2 separate regions of the Muntiacus reevesi genome follow, and region 1 is linked to region 2. The links are chromatin contacts, called in public Hi-C maps. All regions are on one chromosome and are shown on one strand. The core of a region is the stretch at or near the end of the contact, and the rest is flanking DNA. Distances in the headings are between cores, read along the strand shown.

Region 1 (4,907 bases), core at 1,282-3,781, 170 kb after region 2:
CCAGACAAGAACACTGGAGTGGGTGGCCATTCCCTTCTCCAGGGGACCTTCCGGACCCAAGGATCCAACCCAGGTCTCCTGCCTTGCACGCAGATTCTTTAACACCTGAGCCACCAGGGAAGCCCCATTAATCTTACCATTCTTTGGGATGCAATTCAACAAAACCACACAAGCGCTACAAAGTAAAGTAAGCCTAGAGGCACCTGTGAGGAGTAAAACAAAGGCATATCCGATTTGTGGAAAAAATAGACAGCAGATGTGACCCCAACTATTTATCCATTAAAAACAATGTATTCTAAAAATAAATTTCCATGTCAACGGAACAAAGTTGTTTATAAATAAGAAGGAATGTGGAGGTGTGGGGAAGACAAGAGGAAGCCTCAGCAAGTTAAGTACCAAAAGCCAGGAAACAAAGCAGAATGAATGGCAATTGGGGACAAGGAAAACAGAATGAACTAGGAAATGGAAAAAGGGATGACCACTATCCTTAAAATCCAAGAAACTAGGGGAAATGAACAGATATTAGAGGAAACTGATCTGAGCAGAAATGCAAACAGAAAAGTAACTGGGAAGTGGTGTAAAGGATACACACACACACACATATATATACATACACATATCACATATATCTATATAGAGATATTTATATAATTCGGAAACAAAGTTCTCAACAAAAACAATGTTACAATCAGAAAATTACAATTCATAACCCATGCCCATTATTTTTTATAATCTATATTTATAGATATATACAAATGAGAATTTAAGATGAAATCAAATGATAGTACAGAACGAATCTTGGGCACAGATGCAAGTGGTGTAAGAGAACGAAAAACAAATAGTATTGTGAACAAACTGATACTGAATAGAGCGAGCACATGGGATGAATCTCAAAGTAAAGATGATGAAGCAGGAAAAAGAGAACTGCATAGACAGAAGACAGAATGAGACATTATGAGAATTGAGAAATAAAATGTAAGTGCTGTAGTACGAAGGAAAGAACTTTGAGCAAAGTCAATGGCGTTAAATCATATTATCTAATCAATAATTATAAAGCACAGCTATCATACCATACATTATCTCATTATTTGGAAAGCATAATAAAGTGTATTATTTTATGTAATACAAAACATTTTACATAATAAAAACCAAAATGTAAAGAAAGTAATCTGACAAGGTAATAAGAGACTAAAATAAACAGTGGCTGAGATGGAAGGACTAAAGAAGAAAAAGTAAAAGAAAAAAATGGGACAGGAAGAAATCAATCACACCTATTTAAAAACCACAGGTAGGAATAAACAAAGAGGTATGGATGCACAATGGATGACGGACTAAAAGGTGCCAGGAAAGCAAGTGAAATCTGACGGAATCTTGACAGCATCAGGATTCAGAAAGTAAGTAGTTCCCAAGTGTCCAGAAGGATTTGTGACCGTAACATGTTACGGAGCAGGGGAATGAAGTATAGGGCCTCAACAAGACTAAGACGAGAGGGGTGCAAAAAATCGTCTTAAGTAGAAACTGAGGTTAGCAGCAGGCAGGTCCGACCACTGGCAAAGGAGGCAGGTGGAATTGGGATGGGGATTACCAGCTGGCGACACTGACAAACATGAGGAACCGGGGGTCCGAGGTCGGGATGGAAGAAAGAACGGAAACACTGGCACTTAGGATTGAAAAAGTAGAGGCTAGATCAAAACCATTAGCTGGTTAAAACAGGTGACGAGAAATCCTCCCCTCCGCCCTAACAAGTAGAGAAGCGGAGGGAGCGCAGCGGCCTGAAAAGGGGCAGAGTCGGGGAGAGTTACAGAATGATGCGCCCAATCTTCACCGTGAACATGTAATAATTACACACAACGTTAACTCGGGCTGGGGTCCCGGCCCCGGCTACTAACCCACGTATTTCACCAGGATGCCGGCCCCAGCTCTCCCACCACCACCACCACCAAAAATAAAGAAAACATCCAGGAGATGCGAGGCTGGCTACCTTCAGCCAGCCGTGACCTTCTCGGACCAACCCCGAGTCTCGCCCCCTATAGATAGCCTCCTGCTCCACCACGGCTGCCCGAATCCCACAAGCCCAGAGCGCGGACCAGGGAAACCCCCCCCTGGGCCATTGTGTGTGTTTACGTAGCGAGCTCCCGCCTGGCGGGGAGGGACAGGTGGGGAAAGCCAGTCTCTCAGCCCGCAGAGCCCCGAGGAGAAGGTGGCTGAGGGCAACCGGAGCCCCCACCGCCACCTCTTTCCCCCAAAATAAACATAAGTCAGCCGAGCCCCGAGACCGAGGGGTGCAGGGTGCGCCGGCACTCACCTCCTCAGGAATGGCGGGGTCCGCAGTCGAAGAGGCCGCGGCGCCGGCCTCGGGCTCCATGTCCCCGTTGAACAGAGCCTGGCCCTGCTCCGCGCCGCCGCCGCCGCCGCCGCCGCCGCTCAGCGCCGCCATCTTATAACCGAGAGCCGGGCCCAAGCGACCGCTGCTGGGCGGGGAGGGGGAAGGGAGGCGGAGGGCGGGGGGAGGCGGAGGCGGAGGACGGGGGGCGGCAGGGAGGGACGGCCCGGGCGGCCCGGGCGGTGTCGGCGATGGGAGGGCGCCTGGGCCACCTCGGGAACCGGCCTGCGGCCCCCGGCGCAGCTGAGCCTGAGGGGATTGGGGGAAGGACGCTAAGCAGGGGGGGGGGGGGGGGGCGGGGGGGGGCGGGGGCAGGGGGCGGAGACGACTGGAAGTCGCCGCGGCAACGGCGTCACCCGCGTGTCACGGTCGTGACGTCACCTGAGGTGCGTGACGTGATCCTCGGAGCGCCCTTGCGCCGTCGTCAGGGGAGGGTGCCTACCCCTCCTGCCCACCCTCCTCTCCCACGTTTCCTCCGCTCGGCCGTTTCCATGGCTCCGATTAATTCTCTTCTCCTTAGTCCTAAACCTATTCTGTGTTGTCGGATTTACTCGAAGAGGAGATTGGAGAAGAAGTTGAAATCCTAGAGGGAGGAAGGCGGAAAGCCCATACTACTGTGTTATTTCTATTATCATTACAACAAACGTCTCCGAGCCATAAAAATAAGACTCGAAACCCCGAGGTTGCTACAGCCAAGCAGAATTTGATAGGAATATATTTAGGAAAAGCCAGGTTACCAGAATGATGCTTGGATCCTTTTCATTAAAGGATTTGGCCTGTCAAAGCGGGTCTAAATGGAAGTGTAAAAGCTTTTTTTTTTTTTTCTTACCATCGTTCAGGAATGAAATGTTTTAGTCTGTTTTTCGTTTTCCAGATTCGTTCATTTAACAAATGGAAGTGGATCACTTTCCATGCACTAGGGCCTGCACAAGGCATGGAGCATTCTGGATATCTGAAGCTTCCAAACTTGAATCATTTAATTTTCAAGAAAATCATTCAAAATATTTTAAATACTTTTGTACAGTTCATAAACAGAATAACCCAAGGCATTCTCTATGCAAAATATGCGTGAAAACGAGAGGAGAGGTAAATTACCTTTGAGAGGTCTAATTATAGATTGGAATTCGTTAAATCTGGCTTATTATTAAAAAATACATTTATGTGAGAAGAAGGGGAAATATGCCAGGGGAAAAAAGAAAGGGAAAAATCAGAGTGAGAAGCAGTGAGAATTACTGTGAACTCCTGATGGGGTACAGGTAATCACAAAATAACCTAAGCATCAAGTCATGGTATGCTCTAAGTGACTACCCATGGGGGAAGTCACCAGTGACCTTCTTGTATTCACCATGGTTCAAGAGATAGAAGACTGTCCTATTGACATCTGATGCAGGATGTCTGTGTGTATCGATAGAGTCAATATGAGCCCAGAGCTGATCATTACTCCCAAGGTAAGGACTTCTGTGTGAGGCTTCTTGTTTAATCAGAATGCTAATATTCCCCTACATTGAAAAATAGGGTACAATAGGAAAAAATTAGAATACCACCTATTGAATGAGCATAGTATTCTCTGTACTTTTCTTCTAAGTAGAGAAGTCTCTTTGAGACACTAAATTTAAATCAAAAGATGGCTCGACAAAGTAGTGTAAATGAGGATGATGGTAGAGGATGATGGTTAAAGGATAATGTCATTGAGCTATACAAGTCTAAAATGCCCTACTTTACTATAAGGAATTCTAAGCAGAGGAACATGGAACCAGCAGCCAATCATAGCACCTTTCCCCGTCGATACCATCAGAAATACAATTGGCAGAGTTTTTATTCTCTAATAGTCCTGTCCTATTTCATTTTTTAAAAAATCAACCCCTAGAAATATTACATCATTATCTCACTTCTCCATAGCATTAAAACTCCAGGATTTTTTTCCATTGGTTGCTTTTTAAAGTATAACCTTCTTTATCTGCCACACTGTAGATCATCTCCTATTTTTTCTCCACAGAATGGGGTATCTCGTCCATTTAATATTTATTCTTGTTAGCTTTCGTTTATTTAGTATTTTCTGACTTCATCATCAAATTCTGGATATATCTTCTTTGATTTCCCTAAGCCGTTCTAAAGACCCACATAATCCAGATGGGAAAATATAGGGGAAAGCATAAACTTTGGAATCCAAAGATTAGTATTTTAGTGTCAGCTTGCCACATCTTGGCTATATAATCTCAAGGCTAATAAACGCAAATCCCTATTTGCTGTTCTTTTAGTCTCTACAATGAGGGTAATGATAATGCCAGTCCTGTCTATCTGTATCATTGTGAGGATCAAACCTAATAGGTTTGCCCTTTATAAAATATAGTCACCCTCTCGGTCAGAATTCAGGCAAGGCATAGCAGACGTGGCTTATTTCTGCCCCATGATGTTTGTGACCTCGACTGGGAAGATTGACTGCCTGGAGGTGTCTCAGTGGTGAGGAACTGGAATCATCAGGAAGCTGATTTCCTCCTATCTCTGATGGTTGAAGCTGGGACCA
Region 2 (4,675 bases), core at 709-3,208:
AGAGCTAAGGACCCCACAAATGGTTGATAGAACAGTATTGTTTTAAATACAAGCCAGCATTAAAGTTAAAAGTTTTTATTTTGTAATTGAGCAAGAAAGATGGAGGGGGGGGGAAGTGAATTTCAGTTTACCTGAAAAGCTTTTGCAGCCAGGAAAATACTGACAAAGTAATAAAAAATTGCTGAGTACATGCTGTGGGCCAGGTACTCTTGAATGGCTGATGAAGGGCACTGAGACCTGGAGAAGTGACTTGTCCAAATGGACAGAGCTAATCACTGGTAGAGCTGAGGCTGAACTCCAGATCTTCAGACTATCAAGTTGTATGGAGTGCTTTTGTTTAAGCTGGGTTTTTTGTTTTTGTTTTTTTGTGGCCTAGGAATCACAGCATTGTTCTTTCCTAGTAGCAAGGCAGGCAGCTCTATAATATGGGCAGAGAGCTCTCTTTGGAAGGATGGAAGACCCTGCTCTCCCCATTCATGTACATCTCTTGTACAGTGGTTTGTACATGTACTAGGAAGGGTAAGTAGTGAATGGTAGCCCAGAGAAAGCCACACTATTGCATATCAGCTGGAAAGTCAACTTGTACCCAGAATACAGTACATTCTTTCCTACAGTTTATATACCTAGAAGTTAGGAGGAAGGAGAAGGTAGGGGTGGGGAGGGATAGCAGGTGGATGTGGGGAGGGGCATGAGTTCTACAGGGCCAGAGGGTCAATCAGTAAGTTCTGCAGAAAGGTATGTCGTTTGTTTGCTAAGTCGTGTCCAACTCTTTGCGATCCCTTGGACTGCAGCACTACAGGCTTCCCTGTCCTTCACTGTCTCCCAGAGGAAGCCTTTCTCCCGGGAGAGAGGTTCCTAGCTACTGGGCACATGGAGGCCCATATCTTGCCACAGGAGGAGTGTCAGTTATATTCAATACACTCAAATCCCTAAATTCAGTTCTATGTGTCTCTCCATAAATTTCCAATTTTTCATGCTTATCACTCAGTGTGAAGTCTTCAGTGCTTGGCAGGTGATCCATTTCAAGTCGAAATCTCCAAGGTGTGAGGCTGGCAGGTTAAGTTTATAAAAATTGAGAATTCTTAGGAAAACTGTAACCCATAAGTGGGGACACTAGGAATTTGGGAGCCGGGGTTCTCAAGACTGGAGAAAGGGGTTCTTCAGCTACCCAAAGTTTGGGAAGTTTGGAGTTCATCCAGGACTTAATATTAAGAGACAAACGCCAAGAATCCAGGGCTGGCTCAGGATCCAGGGATGGGGAGCACCGCATATGTTGGGGGCCTGCTAAAATTCAGATTCCTTGGCCCTACTCCAGACATAATAGCTGGGGTCGGACTCCTCAGGGGATTCCGATACCTACCGTCTAGGTGCTGACATTTGAGAACCACGCGCTGCGGGTTGGTTATCAAGCTCAGGTTTGCACAACAACCGTATAACGATGAAAGCTTTAAAGAAACCGTGGAGCCTTTGCAGGGGAGGAATACAATGGACTAGCTTTGGAAAGGACAGACATGTTCAGAATGGATTTGGCAGCCTAGGAGGGTCTGGAAGGGTACTTAATTCGGGGGAGCAGGCAGAGGGCCGGGTCCGGGTGGGGTAACAGCGCCTAGATCAGCACCCGTAGCAAAGAGCGAGCTGTGTCAGCGTTGTTCCTCAGTGTCAGCGTTGTTTCTCAATGTCCGCGTAACAACCAGGGGCTCGAGGAGCGGAGCGCCCATCCGTGGGCTCCGCCAGGGCCGTCTACACCCCTGACCTTTCGTCAGGGCGCCACCAGGCCCACAAAGCGAAGCCCAGTCTGGTGGCTCAGAGCGAACCGCGCGCTCAGGAGGCGGCCCCGGACGCTCTCACCTCAGGGAAGGGACTGGAACGCTCCTTCGGGGCGGTAACTACCGCTTCCCCGCCCCTCCCTATGTCATAGGGAGAGGGGCGGGCCGGCGCTGTGACGTCACCGGCCGGGTGCCAGCGGAAGTGACGTGCGGCGGCGGTGCGGCCTGGGCAACGGCCGATCTACGATGGCTGGCATGTCGGCTCTGAAGCGACTGTCGCCTTTCGCTCACGTTGGAGGCCACCTCTTCAGAGGCCGCTGCGCGCGGGCGGCTGGAGCCGGTGGCGTCCGTCGGTGAGTATTGCCTGGGGTTGGGGCTTCGCCCGCTTCTAGAGGAAGGCACTAGCCTTCGGGACGCCCTCACCTTGACGCCGAGCCTCAGGGGCTTATGCTGGGTCTGCGGCGGCCTCCACCCCTGAGGCATGCTGGGACTTGTAGTCTGACGGCGCGATGCCGGGGCCGGGGGAGCCGATAGAGGTGTGTATCTGACGGTCCCGGCCCCAGAGGGAGGCTGCCCCCGGAAGCTGACCAGTTGAACAGTTGGAGACAGTTGGAGTTAATCTGGAAGCAAGGACAGGAGCTGAGGAAATCACCTGTACAGGGTAGTTTGAAGCTTCAAGCTCGAGGCAAGGTGAGGCCGGAGACCTCGGGTCGCAGGGAAAGAATGGTAGAGGCTCCTTATGCGTGGTTGTGCCCTAGTTTCCCTGGTGGCTCAGACAGTAAAGGATCTGCCCGCAATGAGGGAGACCCGAGTTCGATCCCTGAATCAAGAAGATTCCCCCGGAGAAGGGAATGGCAACCCACTCTAGTATATCTTGCCTGGAGAATCCTCTGGACAGAGGAGCCTGGCGGGCTACGGTCCGTGGGGGTCACAAAGAGTCGGACACGACTGACCGACTAAGACACACAGGCCTGCCTGATTTCCAACAGAGGCGCTGATCGGTCGTTTTAATCAGATGCCACGGGGCCACATTTTAATTCTAAAAAATTACTGTGGTTGCAGAGTGGAGAATTAGTGCTCCAAGGCAAGAGAATGGAGTGGGGAAGGGTGGGAAGAGAGCCAAAAGTGGATGCTTGGGCAATGTCGGAAGTTTTCTTTTTAAAAATATTTCGTAGAACAGTTTTCTGTTTCCAGAAAAAAAATTGAGAGGAAGGTACAGAGATTTGCCATAAACCCCCCAAGCCACACATGCATAGCTTGCTCCATTATCAGCATCCCCCACCTGAGGGTACGTTGACAGATTATTGTCACCCAAAGCCCATAGTATCCTTTAGAGTTTACCTTTGCAATACCAGAATTTAAGAGAGTGAGCAAAAGCAGAGTCACCCATGATGTAGTGGGAGAAACCCACTGGAGAGTCCAGTGCTGATGCCAAGGGAGGGCAGGTCTACCAAAAGCAAGCTGGAAGTGCAGAGAGATCCAGTAAGAGCAGGACTGAAAACAGTACCCTCGATTTTTTCAGGTTATGTTCCAGGCCTCTCCGACCACGGTCCACACTTTATCAAGAGGCACTGCAGATAGTGGTTTAAAAGCAGGATTCTGCCCTCAGACTGTTCAGATCTCACCTCTGCCACACTCTTGCTGTATCATCTTGGAAAAGTTTCATGATCTCTTAAGAACTTAGTTTTCTCACCAGTTTAATTGGGATAATAATGTTGACTTCCAGGGAAGTAAATGAATAACAAATCTCCGAAGTGTTTTTACCAGAGTTGCTGGTGCCCTGTAAAGACCAGACAAATATTGTATAAATAGCTGTTGTTATTAGGGAACTGAGACCCAGCTAAATGAAAAGAGTGACTTGCTTAAAGCCACATGTCTGTTATGAATATGGAACTGGGACAGACGTAGGATGGAGAAAAGGAAAAGGCATGTGTGACCTGAGAAGAACAGAGATTGAGAGCCACCAACAGCCTTTGAGCCTGCATGGGAAGACGAGGGGGTGTTCCTCTCTGCTGTGGTCTTGGTACTTCCATACCACGATTTTAATGATTTATTAAAAGTTTAAAAAAAAATTAATCTGCTGTCGTAGTTTCTATTTGGAGGATGTTCAGGCCTATCTAGTTTGCCTTAGTGCAGTTAACAACCTCTCGGAGCATAAAATTAGATGTTTGTGGACTCTTTATATTTTTTAATCATGGCAATCATTATGTTATCCATCCTTTCTCTAATTGCAGTGTTTCAAATCTTCGTTCAAAAAGATTTATACCTTGCAGTCAATGACCCACTTATTTCATAGTTAAAACAAGATGTGACTCACAATAATGAAATATGGAGAGTTCCTGGGAAGGGGTTTAAACTATAATTTTCAAAACTTATTTTAAATGAGTTTAACTGATGGACACTTACTACTAGATTGTATCTAAAACCTATCAAAGAGGAAGCCTGTTGTTAACATATTGAATTCCCACCCCCATGGTTTGTTTACATAATGTAGTATCTGTATGCACAGATAGCTCCTGCACAGGTACTTTTAAATAAAATTGACATACAGAAACAGTGTGATAAATTCAGGGTGTAAAGTAGTGATGCATGACAGAAGCTTTTAAAAGTAACATGTCGTGCAGAGGGTTATTGGTGGCTTGAACAATAAATGCACATGGAAGCGCTTTGTAATCTGTAAAGTTCCATACAAATGTAATATCATATTCTCAGCAAAAAATTAGTACTATACATTAGTAAAAGAGTACCTAAAACCTGACTAAAGTTTAGAAGTTGGCTTTAATAAATGTTTGAAAAAAAAAAAAGTAATATATGGTCACTGTAAAAAAGGATACATACTTACATGAATACACACATGCATGCAGAAAGAATAAAACCCATTTCTTATACCATCCATAGCTAATTACTAT

What was found. A called contact is a pair of places that touch in the nucleus more often than the background predicts.
Region 1: a Hi-C map of blood shows a contact between it and region 2, with 4 times the contacts expected there. The contact joins the promoter of BRAF here to the promoter of NDUFB2 in region 2. A contact is called at or near these places in 2 of 3 Hi-C or Micro-C datasets (blood and muscle).

What each region holds. Positions count from the first base shown.
Region 1 is chr6:98,747,629-98,752,535 of mMunRee1.1, forward strand. It overlaps BRAF (B-Raf proto-oncogene, serine/threonine kinase), which reads right to left and starts at 2,532. Exons shown (of 18, transcript XM_065939222.1): 1 at 2,306-2,532. The coding sequence starts at 2,437.
Region 2 is chr6:98,579,227-98,583,901 of mMunRee1.1, forward strand. It overlaps NDUFB2 (NADH:ubiquinone oxidoreductase subunit B2), which reads left to right and starts at 1,959. Exons shown (of 3, transcript XM_065939224.1): 1 at 1,959-2,119. The coding sequence starts at 2,013.